Linked DNA regions of Mus musculus: region 1 is linked to region 2. A link is a contact called in public HiCAR-type data. All regions are on one chromosome and are shown on one strand. Each heading gives the region's core, a stretch centred on a gene start, on an enhancer-like site or on the middle of the called end of the contact. The rest is flanking DNA. Distances are from core to core; before and after follow the strand shown. Region 1 overlaps Gm32333 (a long non-coding RNA gene). Region 2 has its middle 59 kb from the start of Gm20471.

The links. HiCAR-type assays count read pairs that join an accessible place to other places.
Region 1: a HiCAR-type map of fibro-adipogenic progenitors shows a contact between it and region 2, with 4 times the contacts expected there. The contact joins two enhancer-like sites. A contact is called at or near these places in 5 of 484 Hi-C or Micro-C datasets (the C2C12 cell line, muscle stem cells, myocytes and 1 more) and 1 of 115 datasets of contacts at active chromatin or transcription factors (fibro-adipogenic progenitors).

What each region holds. Positions count from the first base shown.
Region 1 is chr1:163,558,984-163,564,477 of GRCm38.p6, forward strand. All of the region lies in intron 1 of Gm32333 (a long non-coding RNA gene), which reads right to left. Among named protein-coding and RNA genes, the nearest start is that of Gm39689, 18 kb to the right of the region's middle. Within about 2 kb of position 2,213, at least 61 of the 459 cell types and tissues checked have an H3K27ac peak or open chromatin away from gene starts, as enhancers often do. A contact at or near this core is called in the C2C12 cell line, fibro-adipogenic progenitors and muscle stem cells, where this site is marked.
Region 2 is chr1:163,218,620-163,223,942 of GRCm38.p6, forward strand. No RefSeq gene overlaps it. Among named protein-coding and RNA genes, the nearest start is that of Gm20471, 59 kb to the right of the region's middle. Within about 2 kb of position 3,307, at least 9 of the 459 cell types and tissues checked have an H3K27ac peak or open chromatin away from gene starts, as enhancers often do. A contact at or near this core is called in the C2C12 cell line, fibro-adipogenic progenitors and muscle stem cells, where this site is marked.

The sequences.
Region 1 (5,494 bases), core at 963-3,462, 340 kb after region 2:
GCACCATCATCGTTTTACAAACAACATCCCATCAGATAACTGAAAGGATGCAGATTGTTTTGCACAGTATTTAAAAATATGTAAGCAAGTAGACTATAGGAAGGTCTCATACCTGTATCACCGAAAATGGGGTATAATTTCCTTTATGGTATATCAAATTTTGATCTCTCTCTATTCATAATTAAATTTGTATGTATAGCTTTATATCCATATGATATACCTATTTTATGCCCGTCCTTTTTTTCTTACAACACAATATTGTAAACATTTTAGGACATTAATATTGTTTAAACATTTGTTATTCAATGTGTGCCTAATAGTTCACTATATTACTACGTACTGAACTATTTTAAATGTTCATGTTGTTGAATCTTAAGTTTGCCTCCGTTATTTTATTACTATGTGTAACAGAGTAATGGACATTCTCTAATAGAAGTCTTTGCTGTATTTTTCTCCACTTCCCTAGCATACTATTTTCAAGAGGTTTTGTAATGTTTAAAAGATCAACTTGACTAAAGCCCTAACTGGAAACCTTATTTTTCTTAGTATGTCCTGTTCCACATATTCTGTTGATAGAGGATCATCATTTCCTTATAGTCTCTGGTTTTCTGTTTGTCCAGTGATTTAAAACAAATGGTCTTTCTATCAAAAATCCACCGAGATGATTCTTCAACCTCAATGCTTCATCTTGGTTGTGCATCACCTCAAATGCCAATACGCATTCTTAATATAGAAAATATCCCCGCCGACTGGGCTTGGTCTCTGCACAGCCATCGATCTGATGGTCAAGTTTCCTTCACCCACAGAGAGGCATCCTGCTTGGGTACTGAGGCTGCTTCCTGGAACGCAGGCCCCTTTCCCTCAGATCTCCTATTTGATCACAGCTTGGTTCACCTGCTTGTAATAGAATCCCAAAGGTGTGGCTCCCCAGAGCCTCCTGAAGGCTCTGCCTAGTGGACTGCGCAGCATGCGTCTCACACCTGCAACACATTTGCTTAGAAGTCTAAAAGAAAAACACCCTAACCCACACCCAGGGAGACAGAGATAGAATAGAGCATGGGTCTGGTTTAAATGTATGAATTATTACTCTTGAAAAGGAAATGAGGAGGAAGCTCAGCTACTGTGCATTCAAGCCTAGGTGAAGGAGGTGGGTTTACAGGGGCAGAGCTGAAAGGCTCTTAAGAGAATGGGCATTCAGTTCAGTTGTATGAATTTGTGAAGAAAAAAAAAAAAAGAAGTTTAGCTTTTTGGATCCTCCTTTACCCAACAGTAAATGAAAAATAACATCATCCGGTCCCTTATTGTCACAGTATCATCTGTGTAAATGTAAATTTTCATACTGGGTGTGTTGTAGTCCTTGGAGAAAAAGGAGTTAACACGCGAGCCTAATTCCTAACACAAGAAGTCAGATAAATGTGTTGTCTTTGGCTCTAGCATCTGAATGCGTAATGGCACTCTAATTTATTGCTGGCACAGAAGCCTCTCCTTGACATGAGACTTGCCTCAAAGTGCCATCTCCTTTAAGATATATCCAGCAAGCAGATATCAAACACTCCCTACTGCTTAATTGGCAATACTCACACATTCCTCGGTTTCCATATTGGCTTTAAGTTCTCTGCCAGCGCCACAGAACCTAATTTCCCATATTTTCACTATTATTGTTGCTGTTATTATCATTGTCATAAGCGTGGGTTACTTATCCCAGTAAAAGTGACAGCCTGTGTGTCCAAGCTGGCGCAAGTATTGGAGCATAACTAGCTCTGAGTAGGTTTTCCAAGTCACTGTAGCATGTGACCCTCACAGCCACTGTTTAAAACAGGCCTGAGCTCTTTTGCAATTTAAAAGCAAAGAAATTAAAGCCTAAAATGTCAAAATCACACCACAGTTCAGAGTCTGAGACCGAGGAAGAACTTTAGCTCTGGATATTTAAAAAAAAAAACCAAAAACCAAAAACAAAAAAAACCATTGTAGTTTTGCCTTCTGGTCAATTCTATTCAGTACAGTGAACAGTTTCTCCTCCCCTTATTATTTAATTCAACCAGAAATGTAAAATATGCGGTTTTCTATTTTTAAAAAGCGTTCAGTTTGAAGCTGTGCTCATCTCTATTTTCTGGTGGAGAATTTAAAGTGGCCTGCACTTGGTTGGTTGGCCTTACCCTTGCCAGCCTTGCTGTGGCTTGTAAAATGTTGCATGTTTGGTATGGAAATTACCCAGGGAGTGTGACTCTTCACCCAGACATGCCATGGACGCTGGTGGAGTCAGGGTTTTGCACTGTAACCTCTCCTTTTATGTTGCAGAAGAATTCTCTCTTTCTGTTGACTTTCTTTTTCATTCACTAGAAATGAGTTGCTTACATTCCTCTGACCTGGAGAACAACCTCTCCAGGCGAATTCAATTTGTAACTGTGCTGCCCACACCGTTACAGTGCCTTCCCTCCCTTTTATTTTTAAAGGGATACTGTTCTTGTGATGAGCTGTTATGACATATTTATAGGAAAATAATATTTTATTTAAGGACACTTTTTAAAATGGCCCTTAAAACGAAACAAAATGGCATGGATAAATGCAAAATATATGTGTGTACAATTCATATAGTCCCTGTGATTCAAGATCTCTGCCACCTCTCATGCTGAGAATGCTAAGAACAAAGAGATTTTTATCTCAATTTAAATTCTCTTGACATCTTAAAAAATCAGTTGTAGCAATATTTGTTTCCTAGTCGCCTTCACTAGTGTTGTCTCAGGTTGGCCTCAAGTGATGCTTACAGCCAGATCTGACCCTTATGTGCCCAGCTGGGCTCCAACATTCCCAGGAATTTCAGAGGTTGACAAAACCTGGCTCTAGCTAGAGAGTCACTTCAGCATTGAAGTTTTAACTAGGACACAAAAAAATCAAAGATTTAAAACATAGGAAGTTTTAATTAAACAGTGTTAAGTCCAAAATGTTATGTCTTGTTGTCTGAGGGCATGGACTAAAGGATCAATTGGACAAGAGCTATTTGGGCAATGAAAGTCTTTTGCTGACCAGTAAGATTAGAGGCCTTTGAAGCTGAACTTACTGCTGATATTTTCTTTCCATCATGTTGATTGATATCTCTCTGTTTATTTATTTCATTAACAGATATCTGGTGCTTCTCATTGTCTTAAAACTCCAGTGTTTTCCGGAGCTCATGGTCAACTGGCCAGGAATGATCCTTTGGACAAGCAGTCAGAACACTAATGCAAGTGGCCCTGTGATTCACTTTTAAAAGTTTTGCAACACACAAGATTAGGATAAGGCCACAGACTGAACTCCAAAAAGGAACAAGAAAACTTCAAACTCTAAGTGATAAAAATTTTAAGTCATGGTGAATTATCAACATAGCTACCACACACCAGAGTATTATTTTGGATTATGTTCATTTATCAGTTCAATGAGTCCTCACAATAACATTATTACTTCCACTTTCCAGTGAAGGAAATGCTCAAAGATTAAATAACGCTCTCAAGGGCAGGGCCCCAGATGTGACTCACTCCAGACAAGCCAAACCCTGCATTATCTCACCAGGGTTATCTTACAACATAAATCACAGCAGAAGGCAACACACAGCAGCTGGGAAGATACTCGGTTGGTAAAATACATGCCTCGTAAGCACAAGGACTTGATTTTGATCCCAGTACCCATGTAAATAATAATGAAATAATAAAAATACAGGCACAGTAGAGCAATATTGTAATCTCGTTGTCAAAGATGTGGAGACAGAAAGAAGTTGGCCAGTGCAATATAGTCTCCCTTCCCTCCTTCTATCTCTCTCTCTTTTGAACTCTGTCTTGAAAAGTATCTGATGAATGATACCTGAGGTTGTCCTCTGAACACCCCAAGCCTATGACACATATGAATACCATACACATGAACACACACACACACACACACACACACACACACACACAGAGGCAACATGTACAAAGTATTGTAAGAATTAAACAAACAAGCTGTTTCTCTAAGTCTGGTGGATACTGAACTTACCAACTGCTGCTTGTATGCCACAATGCATGCCACGATGCATGTGTTCTCAAAACTTTATCACTTAGTGAGATATAAATCATCATATCATTTCACATTCAGTCTTATCTTTCATGGTTGTTAAGGCAATAAACACATAGCAAATGTAAGCCCCTATTATTACCACTATTGCTTTAATATTTTAATGATGGGGCTGGAGTAGATCAGTGCTTAGGAGCACTTTATGCTCTTACAGTGAATCTTTTCTCTTCCCAGCATCCACCATGAGTAAAGTAGCTCACAACTGCTGGCAAGGCTAGCTCCAGGGGATCTAGCATCCTCTTCTGGTCTCTATAGGCACTGTATTCATACACAAAGCACTGCCACTACCGCCCTGTCCCCATACACATGTAATTAAAAATGAATCTTCAAAAAGTGGCGAGATTGTAGGTATTGATAGCTTTCACCATAATATTTTCATATTGATGCCCACTGTGGAATGTTTAAATTTAGTTTATCAATATATCTATTAGTTGACGTATTTTTGTGTGGGGCAAATGTTTAATGCAATTTTTTGGCAAATTTCAAGTCTATGATGAATTACCAGTATTTCAATTTGAGGAGATCAGCTATAGAAGCTAGTGAACTTGTTAAAGTTTACCCACTAGAAAGATCTGCCTGGCTTGCTCTGTGGCCACAGCTCCTCAGGGAGATTCAAAGGCACTTTCAATCCAATGACTTGGGAAAGCTTCATTGAGAAGGTAGCCCTAGAGTCTGACCTTGCAAGATGAACTAGAGTCCCAAGGGCAGGAAGGATGAGGAAGGCCCTCCAGTTGTTGCCTGTGCTATTTAACCTCACTGAAATTATGTCTATAATTTAACAAAACTCAAATCTCTCAAGACTTCAGCCTTTAGAACTCTTGCCAAAATAAATCTCAGTCTGGATAAAGAAAAAATGTCCCTGGATTCCTTCAAGACACTCATGTGAAATGTGCAGGGATTGCTTGTGTGTTCAGGCTGGGAATGGAAGATGGATGGAAAACTCACTGTCCCATATAGAACACGATGTCCTGACAAGGCAACCACAGATATTTTCACTGACTCATTGTTAACATGAGCCTACAGGAAGGAGGTCAAGGCCCTACACATTCAGCCCTGTTTTGTGGTGTAGTGAATGGATATCTTCAACCATGAGCCTTCCTGGAGAAAATCAAGAAGGTGAACTGTAGCCCCCAAGCCCTTGGAGTTACACCCACATACTACAAATCCCCAATCAACAAATCACTTTTGCAATACCAGTTCACCATGGAAAAATTTAAGAACTAACAGCATCCTGTTTCCCATCAATAAGACAAGCGACCAAGGAGGTAGAGAGACTAGTCAAGGCTGAACCTACTCTCCTGACTCCTAAGCCAACCTTTCTCCCCAGAAGCAACCCTGACAGGCACAAAGCACTTACTTCAAGGCTGTCCTCAGAGTACCTCCATACCACTGCCCAAAGGGAACCCAGAGA
Region 2 (5,323 bases), core at 2,057-4,556:
GCAAAAAGTGATATTTTGACTTCTTCCTTTCCAATTTGTATCCCCTTGATCTCCTTTTGTAGTTGAATTGCTCTGGCTAGGACTTCAAGTACAATGTTGAATAGGTAGGGAGAAAGTGGGCAGCCTTGTCTAGTCCCTGATTTTAGTGGGAATGCTTCCAGCTTCTCACCATTTACTTTGATGTTGGCTACTGGTTTGCTGTGGATTGCTTTTATCATGTTTAGGTATGGGCCTTGAATTCCTGATCTTTCCAAGACTTTTATCATGAATGGGTGTTAGATTTTGTCAAATGCTTTCTCCACATCTAAAATTGCAAAGCTTCTGTAAGGCAAAAGACACCGTCAGTAAGACAAAAAGGCCACCAACAGATTGGGAAAGGATTTTTACCTATCCTAAATCAGATATCATAATATCCAATATATATAAAGAACTCAAGAAGGTGGATTCCAGAAAATCAAATAACCCCATTAAAAAATGGGGCTCAGAGCTAAACAAAGAATTCTCACCTGAGGAATACCAAATGGCTGAGAAGCACCTGAAAAAATGTTCAGCATCCTTAATCATCGGGGAAATGCAAATCAAAACAACCATGAGACTCCACCTCACACCAGTCAGAATGGCTAAGATCAAAAATTCAGGTTACAGCAGATGCAGGCAAGGATGTGGAGAAATAGGAACACTCCTCCATTGTTGGTGGGATTGCAAGCTTGTACAACCACTTTGGAAATCAGTCTGGCAGTTCCTCAGAAAATTGGACATAGTACTCCTGGGGGATCCAGCAATACCTCTCCTGGCCATATATCCAGAAGATGTCCCAACCGGTAAGAAGGACACATGTTCCAATATGTTCATAGCAGTCTTATTTATAATAGCTAGAATCTGGAAAGAACCCAGATGCCCCTCAACAGAGGAATGGATACAGAAAATGTGGTACATTTACACAATGGAGTACTACTCAGCTATTAAAAAGAATGAATTTATGAAATTCCTAGGCAAATGGATGGACCTGGAGGGCATCATCCTGAGTGAGGTAACCCAATCACAAAAGAACTCACATGATATGTACTCACTGATAAGTGGATATTAGCCCAGAAACTTAGAATACCCAAAATATAAGATACAATTTGCAAAACACATGAAACTCAAGAAGAACAAAGACCAAAGTGTAGACACTTTGCCCCTTCTTAGAATTGGGAACAAAACACCCATGGAAGGAGTTACAAAGTTTGGAGCTGAGACGAAAGGATGGACCATCTAGAGACTGCCATATCCGGGGATCCATCCCATAATCAGCTTCCAAACACTGACACCAGTGCATACATTAGCAAGATTTTGCTGAAAGGACCCTGATATAACTGTCTCTTGTGAGACTATGCTGGGGCCTAGCAAACACAGAAGTGGATGCTCAAAATCAGCTATTGGATGGATTACAGGACCCCCAATGGAGGAGAGAGAGAAAGTAACCAAGGAGCTAAAGGGGTCTGCCACCCTATAGGTGGAACAACAATATGAACTACCCAGTACCCCCTAGAGCTCGTGTCTCTAGCTGCATATGTATCAGAAGATGGCCTAGTCGGCCATCAGTGGAAAGAGAGGCTCATTGGTCGTGCAAACTTTATATGCCTCAGTACAGGGGAACGCCAGGGCCAAGAAGTGGGAGTGGGTGGGTAGGGGAGTGGGGGGAGCGTATGGAGGACTTTTGTGATAGCACAGGAAATGTAAATGAAGAAAATACCTAATAAAAATTAAAAAATAAAAAAAGAAGATACTTGAGAGAGATGTCTTCACTAATTTATCATAAGCCTGACATAAAACAAGTACTTATTGAACAACTATCAGAATAAATCCACAAGCATAAATGGGAATGAATGGCTTATATTTCTTACTTACCCTCGTTACTTAAATTTGTCTAGTAATAATTATTTTGTAGAATCAAAATATTCCCAGATGATATGATTCCAAGGCTCCTAAGGTATTATCAACAAAACCAAAAGTTATCTTTATTATTTTAGGATATTTTTAAGGTTGCTTAAAGTAACATATATTATTTCCAAGTGAAAGTGAACTTTGCTGGGTCTTTCCTGGAGGGGAGGATAGTCAGTCATGGTTGTTGCTTGCTCATTCTGTGCTCAACAGTGTGCTGAGAGCTTTCTGGGTAAATGTTACTGGGTCTTTACAGTGGCCCAGTGAGGTGACTGGCACCCATTTTATGATAAAGTTTAGTAACTTCCTTTGGAGCTACATGGTTAGTAAGCAGCAACGAGTTTAGCCTCAACAATCTAGTTGTAGAATTCTTGACTACTATGGTTCACTACCCTTTAGTTGAATGAAAGTCTTGATCTGTATGAACTGTAAATGGTTTTGCTACTATCCTTTGATTTAACTCTCACTCCTTATTGCATTTACATGTGAGCATGGGATCAAGTCCATTTATATTCTACAGAATGAATTTAGCATTAATTGTATCCAATGAATTAAATTCCCTAAATGCTTGCATCTATTCTTGTCATGAGATCCAGTGATGCCATTTGTGAACAGTTTCTTTTCTATAAATGTGAGCAAGAATTCATATAGAATTGAAACTACTTCTTAAATCTCGGGGCTAAGTGATTTTCAGGGTCCAGTGGAAAATGGAAATTCAAGGCTCTTGGTCTCAAAAACTAAGGTGGAAATCAATTGAAAAAGATACCTGAGATTATCTTCTGGCTTCCACATGCATGCATAGATACATGCATGTGTATCAAAACACATATATGTACACAAGCAAACACACACGAGAGAGAGAGAGAGAGAGAGAGAGAGAGAGAGAGAGAGAGAGAGAGAGAGAGAGAGAGAGAGAGAGTTTGTGTGTTATAGCCACTGCAATCACAGTAATTGGTTCTATTTTACCAAGGAATAAACAGATGGGGAACTATTAAGTGACTTCCGTAAAAACACTTAGCCAGTGAATCGAGGTGCTACTAGTAAAGCCTAGAGCCACCTGCTGCCAAACACCATGGTTTTTCCATTATGCCACATCACCCGTTTTACAGAAATGGAAAAACCACAATCAGTCACGGACCAATAAGTAGAATTGTAAGACATTTAATTTTGGCTTTAAAGAATTTAAAGCTTGCCCTTGTTTCTCCTGTGTCTTCTCTGCGAATCTCTCATTCTCCAACCTGGGCACAATTCTGGAGATGAAAAAGACAGTTCATGATGGCTTTTTTTTTTTTTTTTTAGGAATGGAACATCATCTGTGGCTGGGTGAGCTCCCTACTGGGAATGCTGTCATGGTCATTCTCAAATATCAGGGCAGATGCAATCTATTAGGCATTACAACGCCAGCTGTTGTTTTATATCATTAGACTTGTAACCAACTGGGAAAATCTACTTCTGCCAAGAAGTGAGTCTCCAGGCTCTGCAACAAATATCAATTCCAATTTGGTTGAAGTGATGCAGGGTCATTTTTTTTTTCCTCTCTTTTTCATGGTTTCAGAAGTGATTCTCTGTACATTGGTTGGAGCCCAACCTGAACTATGTCACATTTTCCATTTAGCATTAAGAAGATGTACACTTACATGGACTCCTAAAACAGAGTTGGATACATATTTTCCACCAAGTCTGAAGCCTCTGGGCATTGTCCAGAGTCTTCTCTGCCCTCGTCCTCTAATGTGGATCTGAGCATAAAACTCGCCTGAGACTGAGCTAAGAGTAGAACATGATTTGCAGACCCAGTCATCTTGCCTCGGAAAGGGAAAAAAAAAGAATTACAATTTGCTTCTCTCTTTCTCTCTCTCTCTCTCTCTCTCTCTCTCTCTCTCTCTCTCTCCCCCCCCCTCTCTTTGTTATTACCAAGTCAGAAATTCACAAGTGGCTCTCCTTGGCAACTTGATCCTGAGTCTGACAGCCATGTGATGATTTCATAGCATTTTAGAATCATGAGGTGTTAGCCTTGGAAGGGACCTTAGATCATGTCATCTCAATGCTTCATTTCACATAGATGTTCAGGGACGTTTGAGGTGGCATAAGTCATTAAGCCAGCAAACAAGCCGGCCCTGGGTCTGAGTTGCTGCTCATCATCTGCTTCTCTTTCCATTACTCCATACCCGTCTTTACTTGGTTCATGACAAATTCCATTTGTTCTTACTCTATACACAGTTTCATTTCAACAGGGAAGCTCTCCGAATGGGAAAACTTAAATTACTACAATTTTAATTAGCACGTATTTACCTTTAAAAATATTCAGTAAAGCACTCAGCATGCTTTCGTCTACATAGGAACCCTTAAGTCCTTGCATCCATGGACTAAGTCAACAAAGATTTGTTGACCACTGACAAAACATAACACATTTTATGAGGATATGAGTCACTGTTGATTTCTACCAGAATATAATCCCTAGCCTGAAGGAGTTTAAACTCTGGAGGCATAGATATAAAGTAATAATTTTAATAAATGTTCAATTTATATTTGTCTCCACTAATGTATTTATTTATTCACATTACATCTGGATGGAAGCTGCTCCTGTCCTCCCATCTCCCTGTTACACAGCACCTCTCCCATCCCTATCCCTTCTCAGAGAAGAAGTGGGAGGCAGCCTCGCTGGGTACCAACCCACCCTGCCACATCAAGTCACTGCAGGACCAAACACATCCTCTCCCACTGCAGCCAAACAGGGCAGCAAAGTTAGGGGAACAGGATCCACAGGCAAGCCACAGATTCAAAAACAGCCCCCACTCCAGTTGTTAGGGGACCAACTTGAAGGCTGAGCTGAACAACTGCTACATATGTGGTGGGGGCTGGGTCCAAGCCATGTATACCTTTTGGTTGGTGGTTCAGTCTCTGGGAGCCCCCAAGGGTCCAGGTTAGTTGACTCTGTCTGTCTTCCTATGGGGTTTCTATCTCCTCAAGGTCCCTCAGTCCTTTTCCAAACTTCAATTTCTATTTGTATGCATAAATGATGGCAGTTAATGTGAATTTTCAACTTGATGGGGTCTTGAATAATCTAGGAGAGAATCTTTTGGGCATGTCTATGACAGAGTTTCTAGAATGGACTGAGGTGGGAAGACATACTCTACATGTGAGCAGCTCCATCCCAGAGGCTGGGGTTTCAAACTGCATAAAGATAAAGCAAGCTGGGCACCAGCATCCAATTCTGTCTGCTTCTTGATTGTGGATGCAATGTGACCAGGTTCCTCCCGTTCCTGCTGCCATGCCTTCAATCCCATTATGCACTGGATCCTCAAACTGGGAGCCACAGTAAATCCTCCCGAAGGTTACTTCTCCCAGGCATTCTGTCCTACACTAAGAAGAGTAAGTGGCACCCATGTACCCTGTGAACACA